Linked DNA regions of Bicyclus anynana: region 2 is linked to region 1. A link is a contact called in public Hi-C data. All regions are on one chromosome and are shown on one strand. The core of a region is the stretch at or near the end of the contact, and the rest is flanking DNA. Distances in the headings are between cores, read along the strand shown.

Region 1 (4,737 bases), core at 1,437-3,936:
TATAGTTTGATTGAAATTAATACTACTTTGTTAGCACACATTGCATTATAATGTACATATGGATTTATAATATACATATACCGTGGATTTCTTCGGGAGGAAAGGTAGCCTATGTGTTATTCCAGTGTATTATCTATCTTTGTTTTAAATTTCTGTAATTGCGGCGTTAATGAGTAACAAACATCTATACAAACATAGATTTTGAGGTAAAACAGCATACTATATTTTAGTCATTTGAAAGCATTTATAATTTATTTGAGGATGCAAACTCTTTACTTCTTCTCAAAATACTTATAAAAAGTAGCCTGTACCTCACGAAATTCTAATACCCATCCGCATTGTCTATAAAATAGCATTATAGAAGTTAAAGTACCGTGATTTTCCATTTGATGTCAAGCTTATTGGCCCAGTTTACCTTCCCAGTACCTAAACGTCGTTTCGTTTACCGTCTGAAGACAAACATATTTTTCCCTGACGCTTTTGAAGAATTTAGGGCTAAGTTTATTTTCGCGCGGTCGCTTATTTTCCTCATAATATAGACAATATTATTTGTATTTGGTAAGTAATACTTGCATGATTCTATATAAGGTGGTTAGTTTCTTTTAAACAGTAATAAATTAATTAAAAATTATTGATTATGGACATAATAAATTTTATTTTTGTGCGAGGTAAGAAGGTACGTATAAAGACGAACAAGCAGAAACCGGTTTCAGGATACCTCATATATCAATCAAAACTGTCAGTTTTTAATTACAATAAAATAATAACTGAGCTTATAATAAACTGGTCAAAAGTGTGCCTCGTATATGCACTGTTTTTATCTCAACGGCATTGCAACGCAAGAATTCTTTCTCATTAACTTCACCTAATTAAATTTTATTTGAACATTAGTATAAAGAAAAGTATCGTTGGTTGCGCGGTCTTTAGATTTTCTCACATATACTCGTAAAGGATAAATTGTTGCTGCTTTATCATTGGTATCTGTGAATTGTCATTGAATAATTTTAATGTAATGTATAGGTAACACATTGGCCATAAAAGTTAATATAATAATTATATCTTTGGAATTCGCTACGGAAAACTATTCGATTTTTTAAGTATTGCAATAATTTTAACATTGCATATTTTCCTATCTTCTAATTTAATAATATTGTCCATTATACATGATAACATATCCATATAGATATTTATGTCCTAGTCTATGATCTTTTTTTTTACTATATAAAAATAAGTCGGGTTTTCCTTCCTGACGCTATAACTCCAGAACGCACAAACCGATTTCCACGGTTTTGCATTCGTTGGAAAGGTCTCGGGCTCCGTGAGGTTTATAGCAAAGAAAATTCAGGAAAAAGTAGGGGTGGGGTAGGGTAGGGTAGGGTAGGGGTAGTTGAAAGCTTACATCGAGTTTCACGCGGACGAAGTCGCGGGCGTCCGCTAGTAGATATATATTTACCGGGCTGTGATAGCTATATATTTACAAAACACTATCAATAATTTATAAAAAAAATCCACTCTTCCGCTGCGGAGCATTTAGTGTGCCCAATCAACCGGTGTTCAGGGTTCCAGAGTGAGAAATCTCCATACAATACACGCCATTTTAAGAATCACTGCCTTCTGTATCCGACCCTTGATCAAGCAGTTAAGCGAAAGCTTCTTATGGGTTGGTCGAAGCTTTTGGCTATTATATTATCTATCAATATTGTATAGCTTGACCCAGCGCTCAAACCCAGGAGGTAAGGAGGAAAGCTATAGGTATAGGCTAAATGGACCAACAAGAAAGAAAACCTTACTAATAATTAAATATCTGTCTGTAAAAATACATAACATCGCATTTTACCTACCTACCTAAGAAATGTTTATGATTACAGCTATTAAAACCAGGAGCTTGTAGGAAATCTGCGATATAGAATTCTCGGTAAAACGCATAATTGTACGCCAAATGTTACCAACTGTTCGTACGTAAATGGTGCACGATTTTAACTGCCTACGACTTGAAATGTTTTTTGATTTTGATACTTATTTTTGTACTCAATACAATGGTTTTTATATCCCAATCTCGAAAGGAGGTGTTATATATAAAAGTAAAAATAAGATCAATGCCTAAAACTTGAGCTTAAACCCAATCTATTAAATAATTATAGTTATTGATAAATATTTGATGTCTAATTTTTTTTTTTTTGTTTTAAAATCTCAGCAATCAACTATAAAATCCCTAACGTATTCGGTGAAATATAAAACATCTGTAGTTTAATAAAACAGAAATTTGCATTACCAAACAATACATCATCGTTACGTAGGCATATTTACATGCAGTGTTACCAACGCAATGTGACATTTACGTATATGCAAGAACATTTCTTATGCAACAAATATGCAACAGCTACCTCTCAGCGCAAGCGCTAACGAAAGCTCGAAGGAGTACAAATCCCAACAACACGCGCAAGTGTAAATTGCCTTTATGCATGTTTTCGTATTGCTTACATTAAAATGTACAGAAACGAGCTTACGGTCACACGGTTAGGCGCGCCTAATGAGAAAGTTTATCAAGCGATTATTGCGTAGTTCAGCGGGAAGCTTCGTCCGCCTCGTCCGCTAGAGGCGCTCCCGCCGCAGGTGTGCCCTCCTCCCCCCACCACAGCGCTACGACGCAGCTTTCTTTAGTACACGCCACTTCACGTCAGTCGACTGTCAACCACGGAGGCGGGCGGTCGCACGCACGCCGCAGAAAAGCGCCGCGCCAACCGTAAACACGACGCACTATCTGCGCACCGCTTCCGTTCGTGAAATAACCTCAATCTAACGCTCCTTCGCTCGTGTCGTGTTGTGCCAAAGTGGATATATGAAAACAGTGCAAATCGAAACATCAGTACATGTAAATAAATGTCACGTATAGCGGTGTAGTGTCCGCTGCGTTGATCAGATCGTGCAAAGAAATTGTGGATTGCCGTATTGTGTGAACTGCGAAACGAGTTCCGGCCGGTTCTATTGAAGCTACCGAATCTACATGTTGTCTACTGATCAGATCAGTTTCTAACTAACTAATAGTTGTGCCTCCCGCCTTTGATCTGTAGCGAGCTGCTTTTATCGCCTGTATGAGAGCTGCCCTATATTAGCCATTTAAGCTGTTTAATAACATTCATATGACTCCATTAGAGTTTAATCATCATTTTTTCGGCTCAATCCGTTTAGTTTCAGTTTGATTAAAAATTCTTTAGATCGCCACTGTCATTTACTTTATTTTAGTTAAAGATAAAACGTCTTTTTAAATATTTATTATTCAGTATTACCAAAATATTTTGATCTACTACTACTGTATTCTATAATTATAGGACTATTTTAAAAGCGTTATAATATTTACGGTGAGCTTGCCGTTGTCATCGCTATCAATTAGTGCCATCGAGGTGTCCCACTTATACAAAAGTCAAACTGTTACGAAGAGGAAAACTTATAATAAGCCTATAGATCAACTTTATTTATAGTACTGTTTATTTTCAGCACATAATCTGACAAAAGATAGCAATATTTAAACAAATTATAAACATCAGAAAGAGTTTGAAAAAGGACCATTAGCAAAAACATATTATCATTGATTAGTTGTCGAGGATAAAATTAAGAGATAAAGTAAAACCTATTCAAGTAACGAAAACAAACGAAAGTGTAATAATAATTTATTATTATCGCAAGATAAGGGACAAGTTTGTGACAAAAAATCTACTGCGCAATATGTCATTTGAGATAGTAACTTAAAATCGGATGTATATTTAGCTAAATAATATGAAATGTAACAACTTTTTGCAAACGTATTACTTAACGTTATTTTAAAACAAGTTAACATTGTTATTTGTTTATTCTATTATAAAAAGTAGGTCTTCATTAAAATAATACCTAAAGATAAACTAATAATTTCTTCAGGCATTACAATATTTTACAAACTTGATTAAGTTAAGAATGAATAAGTTTAGAATCAGACAAATGCCACCGTCGCTAAAGTAGCCCTTATTACAACAATGCAAATTGTTTAAAGCAATTAATTTAGTTTGATACATGCCATGATAAATTAACGCTTAATTAGGTATATACAGACATTTGCCTCATAGATAAAGCCAGAATTCCTTTCTGTTAATTCGAAACAATGATTGTTGCATAAATACCGATATCCGTATTCCCTAAAAGTAATTTACTACTACTTAAAAGTTTATTTTTAGGTACTTCTAGGATTTCTTCTACTTCTAGTTACGTCAGACTGATTAAATTGTGCTCCATTTTCTTGGGACTCTCTGCTCTCGGATTTAAGATACCACAGAATGCATTGAAACTTTAAACTTCGCTAACTATAACACAACGGCTTTTACCCTCTGGTTAATCTTTTGTTTAGCTAATTTAACATAACCGCAGGTTGAGAAAGTTTGTCTTTGAACAACTTTATTCCAACAATTTCAACGTTCTTGTTTACGTTTTAATTAAAATTGAAATAATTAGTTATCCCTTCACATAGTTTTAATGTTGCATCAAAGGACTGAAATAAATATTTATTAAAGAAAATAAATAACAAATATTATTGATTGGAATGTTTGACCTCCTGTTTCTTGAGTTCTTATGGCTTATATGCGGTATCCATTATCGCTAAAATTCGACTCATATTATTTCTGGACATAACACTACGAAGGTTATTTGTTGTGTTATTTATTTGTTTGTTTTTTTATATTGTTGTTGTTGATGTGGTTGTTGTTGAAGTTT
Region 2 (4,737 bases), core at 1,074-3,573, 79 kb after region 1:
CCCCGTAAAAATACGGGAACAAAATGATACACCTATGATACTTACAAATGACGTGGCTTTCTAGTGGTAAAAGAATTTTCAAAATCGGTTCTCTCTATCCAGAGATACAATATAACTTTACCTCTTTATAATAATAGTAAAGATAAACAAAATGGTTTTCCTTGTTGTCTTTACTCAATGAGACAATCAAAACTTGAATAGCATGCATGTATACAGAAATAATAAGGAAAACTTAAGTTTGCAACTAACCGCATATCAAAGGAAATGTTTAATGACATAAGACTGAATGAGGAAAATTATCCCGATACTTATGTTTTTTATGATATACGAGTAATTCTTATTTATACCCATTTTAGTAATTGGTAGTTATAATAAACATATTACTTTTGTGAAACTCAAACTCAAATTAATATTGTAGGCTTGTACAATATTTTTTGAAAAGACAAACTGTCAGCTTTCACCTGATAAGTAGTTTAATTTTTTCGGAACCTATTCTAAACCATTGTGTTGTTTTGCTGTTATACCATCATCGTAAAACATTTTATTCACATGTCTGTTACGTTAAACTAACGAACCCAGTCAAACTTCGCAGTTAATGATAACAAATTGGACTATAATCGATCATATCTAACTTAAATAAATTCCACAAAAAGGTTGCACATACAAATTTAACCTATTGAACGCGTAGAGAAAATATAAAACATTCAATATGAAACATGCCTTGTATTTATAATGTCTGTTTACTTGGGCTATTGATCAGAATTAGCATTTAATCCTCGCATACTCCTGCATATGTAGGTATTTATCGTCTTACAACGATTATGGCTGGACATTATATTTCATATAACGAGTGACTGTCAGCATATGCCGGGTCAATTAGCATGAATTAGCGCTAGATAGGCCGGGCCCGGCTATAAATTGCCCTATTGAATAGATAAAGGTAAAGATAACACGTTCAAATTGAATGGCGGACTTAACGTTAATTGATTGATGTTTGCGAAAAACAAATATTGTTTTAGATTTTACATGTGTCTAGATAAAAGATATATTTTGTTTTATTCTCTTTAATTTTGGTTTATTTAATTAACGGACCTACGTAGGTACTTTAAAATAATATATAGTCCCCAAAAATATTATATAAATTAACAATGTTTTTGGACATAAATATTTCCCTTTCAAGCGAAAAGCTAGGACGAGATATTATGACAACGATGCAACGAGCAGATGTTTGTACCTAAGTATTTTGTTCTTCCTCTTCTTTTTTGGTAACCTTATGTTATTTTGTTTTTAGGATACTATCAGCCGGCGGGTCCGCTGATAAAAGAGAGCGGCGCAGACGCAGAGCGAGCGCTTGCGAGATACCACCCGCCGCACTACCATGCCCCGCACCCCCCTGTGAGTAACCACCATCCACATACAATATTAAGATACATGAGAGCGGTGCAGACGCAAAGCGAGCGCTCGCGAGATACCTCCCGCCGCACTACCATGCCCCGCACCCCCCTGTGAGTAACCACCATCCACTAACAGTATTAAGATACATGAGAGCGGCGCAGACGCAGAGCATGCGCTCGCGACATACCACCCGCCACACTACCATGCCCCGCACCCCCCTGTGAGTAACCACAATCCACATACAATATTTTGACACAAGAGAGCGGCGCAAATGCAGAGCGAGCGCTCACGAGATACTACCCGCCGCACTACCATACCCCGCACCCCCCTGTGAGTAACCACCATCCACATACAATATTAAGACAAGAGAGCGGCGCAAACGCAGAGCGAGCGCTCACGAGATACTACCCGCCGCACTACCATGCCCCGCACCCCCCTGTGAGTAACCACCATCCACATACAATATTAAGATACATGAGAGCGGTGCAGACGCAAAGCGAGCGCTCGCGAGATACCTCCCGCCGCACTACCATGCCCCGCACCCCCCTGTGAGTAACCACCATCCACTAACAGTATTAAGATACATGAGAGCGGCGCAGACGCAGAGCATGCGCTCGCGACATACCACCCGCCACACTACCATGCCCCGCACCCCCCTGTGAGTAACCACAATCCACATACAATATTTTGACACAAGAGAGCGGCGCAAATGCAGAGCGAGCGCTCACGAGATACTACCCGCCGCACTACCATACCCCGCACCCCCCTGTGAGTAACCACCATCCACATACAATATTAAGACAAGAGAGCGGCGCAAACGCAGAGCGAGCGCTCACGAGATACTACCCGCCGCACTACCATACCCCGCACGCCCCTGTGAGTAACCACCATCCACATACAATATTAAGGTACAAAAGAGCGGCACAGACACAGAGCGAGCGCTCGCCGCTCGCAAATACCACCCGCCACACTACCATGCCCTGCAACCCCCCATGAGTAACCACCATCCAATTACAATATTAAAATACAAACGGTACATACACAGTATTAGAGTCATATATTTTATTTTCCAAAGTTAATCTGTTTTAATTAATTACAAAAAAAAACCGTCTGCGTACTTGGAAATCCACACAATGATAACGATTTCGTTTGCTTGCTCTGATACGTAAATACAAATCAGTGGCATACTCGTATAGCTCAGTAGATATTAGTAAGACGGCAGACGGACTAACATTTATCATTAAATTAAAATATACCTATAATTATAACATAATATATTCTACTTGGATACTAGTATGTTGAATTATGAGTAACTAGAGACTTTTAGAATAATGTAATCAATTTCGTTCCAGGTGCTGCAACAGTATGGGCCGTATTACCCCGCGGAGCTGTGCTACGGGCGGTACTACAGACCGCCTGGACCCTACCACATCTCGCCGCCGCAGCCTGATGCACAGGTAACTCAGCTACCATTCCTACACTTAAAAACAGTAACCAGCAAAAAACCGCACGCAGGAAGCCGTGTGAACCCTGCTATTGAAATATATACGAGTGATTAAACGGGACCCCGTTTTTTACTGGACTACGGATACAGTATCTAGTGACAAACCCAAATGGCACAATTCGACGGGATCAGTTTTTTGCGAGATCCCGCATTCGAGATGCTCGTGTGAATACTAATAATATAAAATAATAACCACATTCGCCATCAAACGTGATCCTGCAGTAAACGGCATCCTGCAAAAATCTGGACTGCCATGTGAAAGGGGCGTAACGAGCTTTTAAAATATACCGCTTCTAAATATATAGTTGAATATATATTTATACATAAATACACATGTTATAGACTAACAAACACTGAACATATAACACTTAAGACGAATTACAAGTACATAAATACTTAGTCGACCGAGACGATTCCGATACAGGTTTAGAAAGTCTGGTCACCTTGTCCCGTTCAAATGGCAAATTTAATTAAGGTCCTAACGTAAGTACATAGAGCTACGTACGCGTGACTTTTGGTATTATGGGTATTGATTTATTTATCTGTATGTCAACCTTCGCATGCAGTTAAATGCTCTGTGAATCCCAGGAAACTTATATGGGGCATCGTGATTTTATCGTTACAACCATACAATCATACAGAAAATAAATCCGATAGAATGACGATTCATTACTTCGACCAATTGCTGCAATGAATTGCTTAATTATTTTTTATTGCTGAATTGCTCCTATAACTTAAAAGCAGTAAAATGTGTTCTTGAGATAGTTTTATTAGTGTCTTTTTGAGAATGCGTCCAGTGGCGCTAACATGCGACCAACGAGATAATAAGCAGAGAAATAGACTAAATTATATATAAAAGAAAGAGATGGGTCTGAGACTACGCGCCATTTGACGAAATTCTGTCTATATTTCTCTTCACTGATCTTCGGTTTAATTTTGTCTTTTTCTCTTCACGAGATTATCTCGTTGGTTGTATGTTAGCGTCGCAGGTATGTACTCATTTCTGCCGTTCTATCATTTTTTTATCATTAAAATCAGTTCCTCTTTATTTACTTATATTATAAAGGATAGCCTTTTATAAAATTAGTAAGTATAGAGGAAATGATTATTCAAGAAACTCGTCATCCCGTCCCGTCTAAGATAAAAGACGTTAATACTTCTGATAATAAATATACCAAATGTTCTGAATAGTACGAGTATGTATTTATTTAAGTGCTTCTTTGTTATTCCAGATGGTAGGCGTAGGAAGCGAGCCGTACCCACCTCAGTACTACGGCACGCCGCCATGTTACCAACATTCCCCGCAGAGGATACCATACGTAGGTTAGTAACAATTTCTGTTCCATATTTGAAATTTATAGAATTGTTTGCGTTATGCGCAAAATGACACAAATGTAGGTACTTCCTAAATCATAAAATTGGGCACAAGAATAATCCGTAATACGTATAATGCAATCCGCCGCAAAAATCATTATTTTTGCAATAAATTTTGTTCAACAAATTTCTTTTGAACTTTGAAGCAGGATTTTACACGCTTAACACTTAGTATAGATATAGAGCAGGGGTGGCCAACTTGATAAGACCCAAGATCTCCTGTTTACTATTGAAACCCTGTACGATCTACCAATTACATAATGTGAGTACTTATTGCGTTTACGTTGCGTAGACGTTTTTTCATAAATGAACCAATTTACAACAATTTACAAGTTGTTGAAATTTTTTCTTCTCTATGTCAACTATCATATATTATAATTTTTATAAAAATTATACAAGATAATGCGTGAAGGAGTTGGTGATTACGTTGTGCAGTCTGGTCTACGTATTTATATTTTTTGCTT

Evidence for each region. A called contact is a pair of places that touch in the nucleus more often than the background predicts.
Region 2: a contact with region 1 is called in a Hi-C map of whole larva, with 3 times the contacts expected there. The contact joins two enhancer-like sites. A contact is called at or near these places in 2 of 2 Hi-C or Micro-C datasets (whole body and whole larva).

What each region holds. Positions count from the first base shown.
Region 1 is chr16:8,517,200-8,521,936 of ilBicAnyn1.1, forward strand. The region is part of intron 4 of LOC112044019; the gene reads left to right. Among protein-coding and RNA genes, the nearest start is that of LOC112044036, 99 kb to the right of the region's middle. Within about 2 kb of position 2,687, at least 8 of the 8 cell types and tissues checked have open chromatin away from gene starts, as enhancers often do.
Region 2 is chr16:8,596,383-8,601,119 of ilBicAnyn1.1, forward strand. It overlaps LOC112044019, which reads left to right. Exons shown (of 12, transcript XM_052886228.1): 5 at 1,292-1,395; 6 at 2,748-2,852; 7 at 4,132-4,222. Among protein-coding and RNA genes, the nearest start is that of LOC112044036, 20 kb to the right of the region's middle. Within about 2 kb of position 2,324, at least 7 of the 8 cell types and tissues checked have open chromatin away from gene starts, as enhancers often do.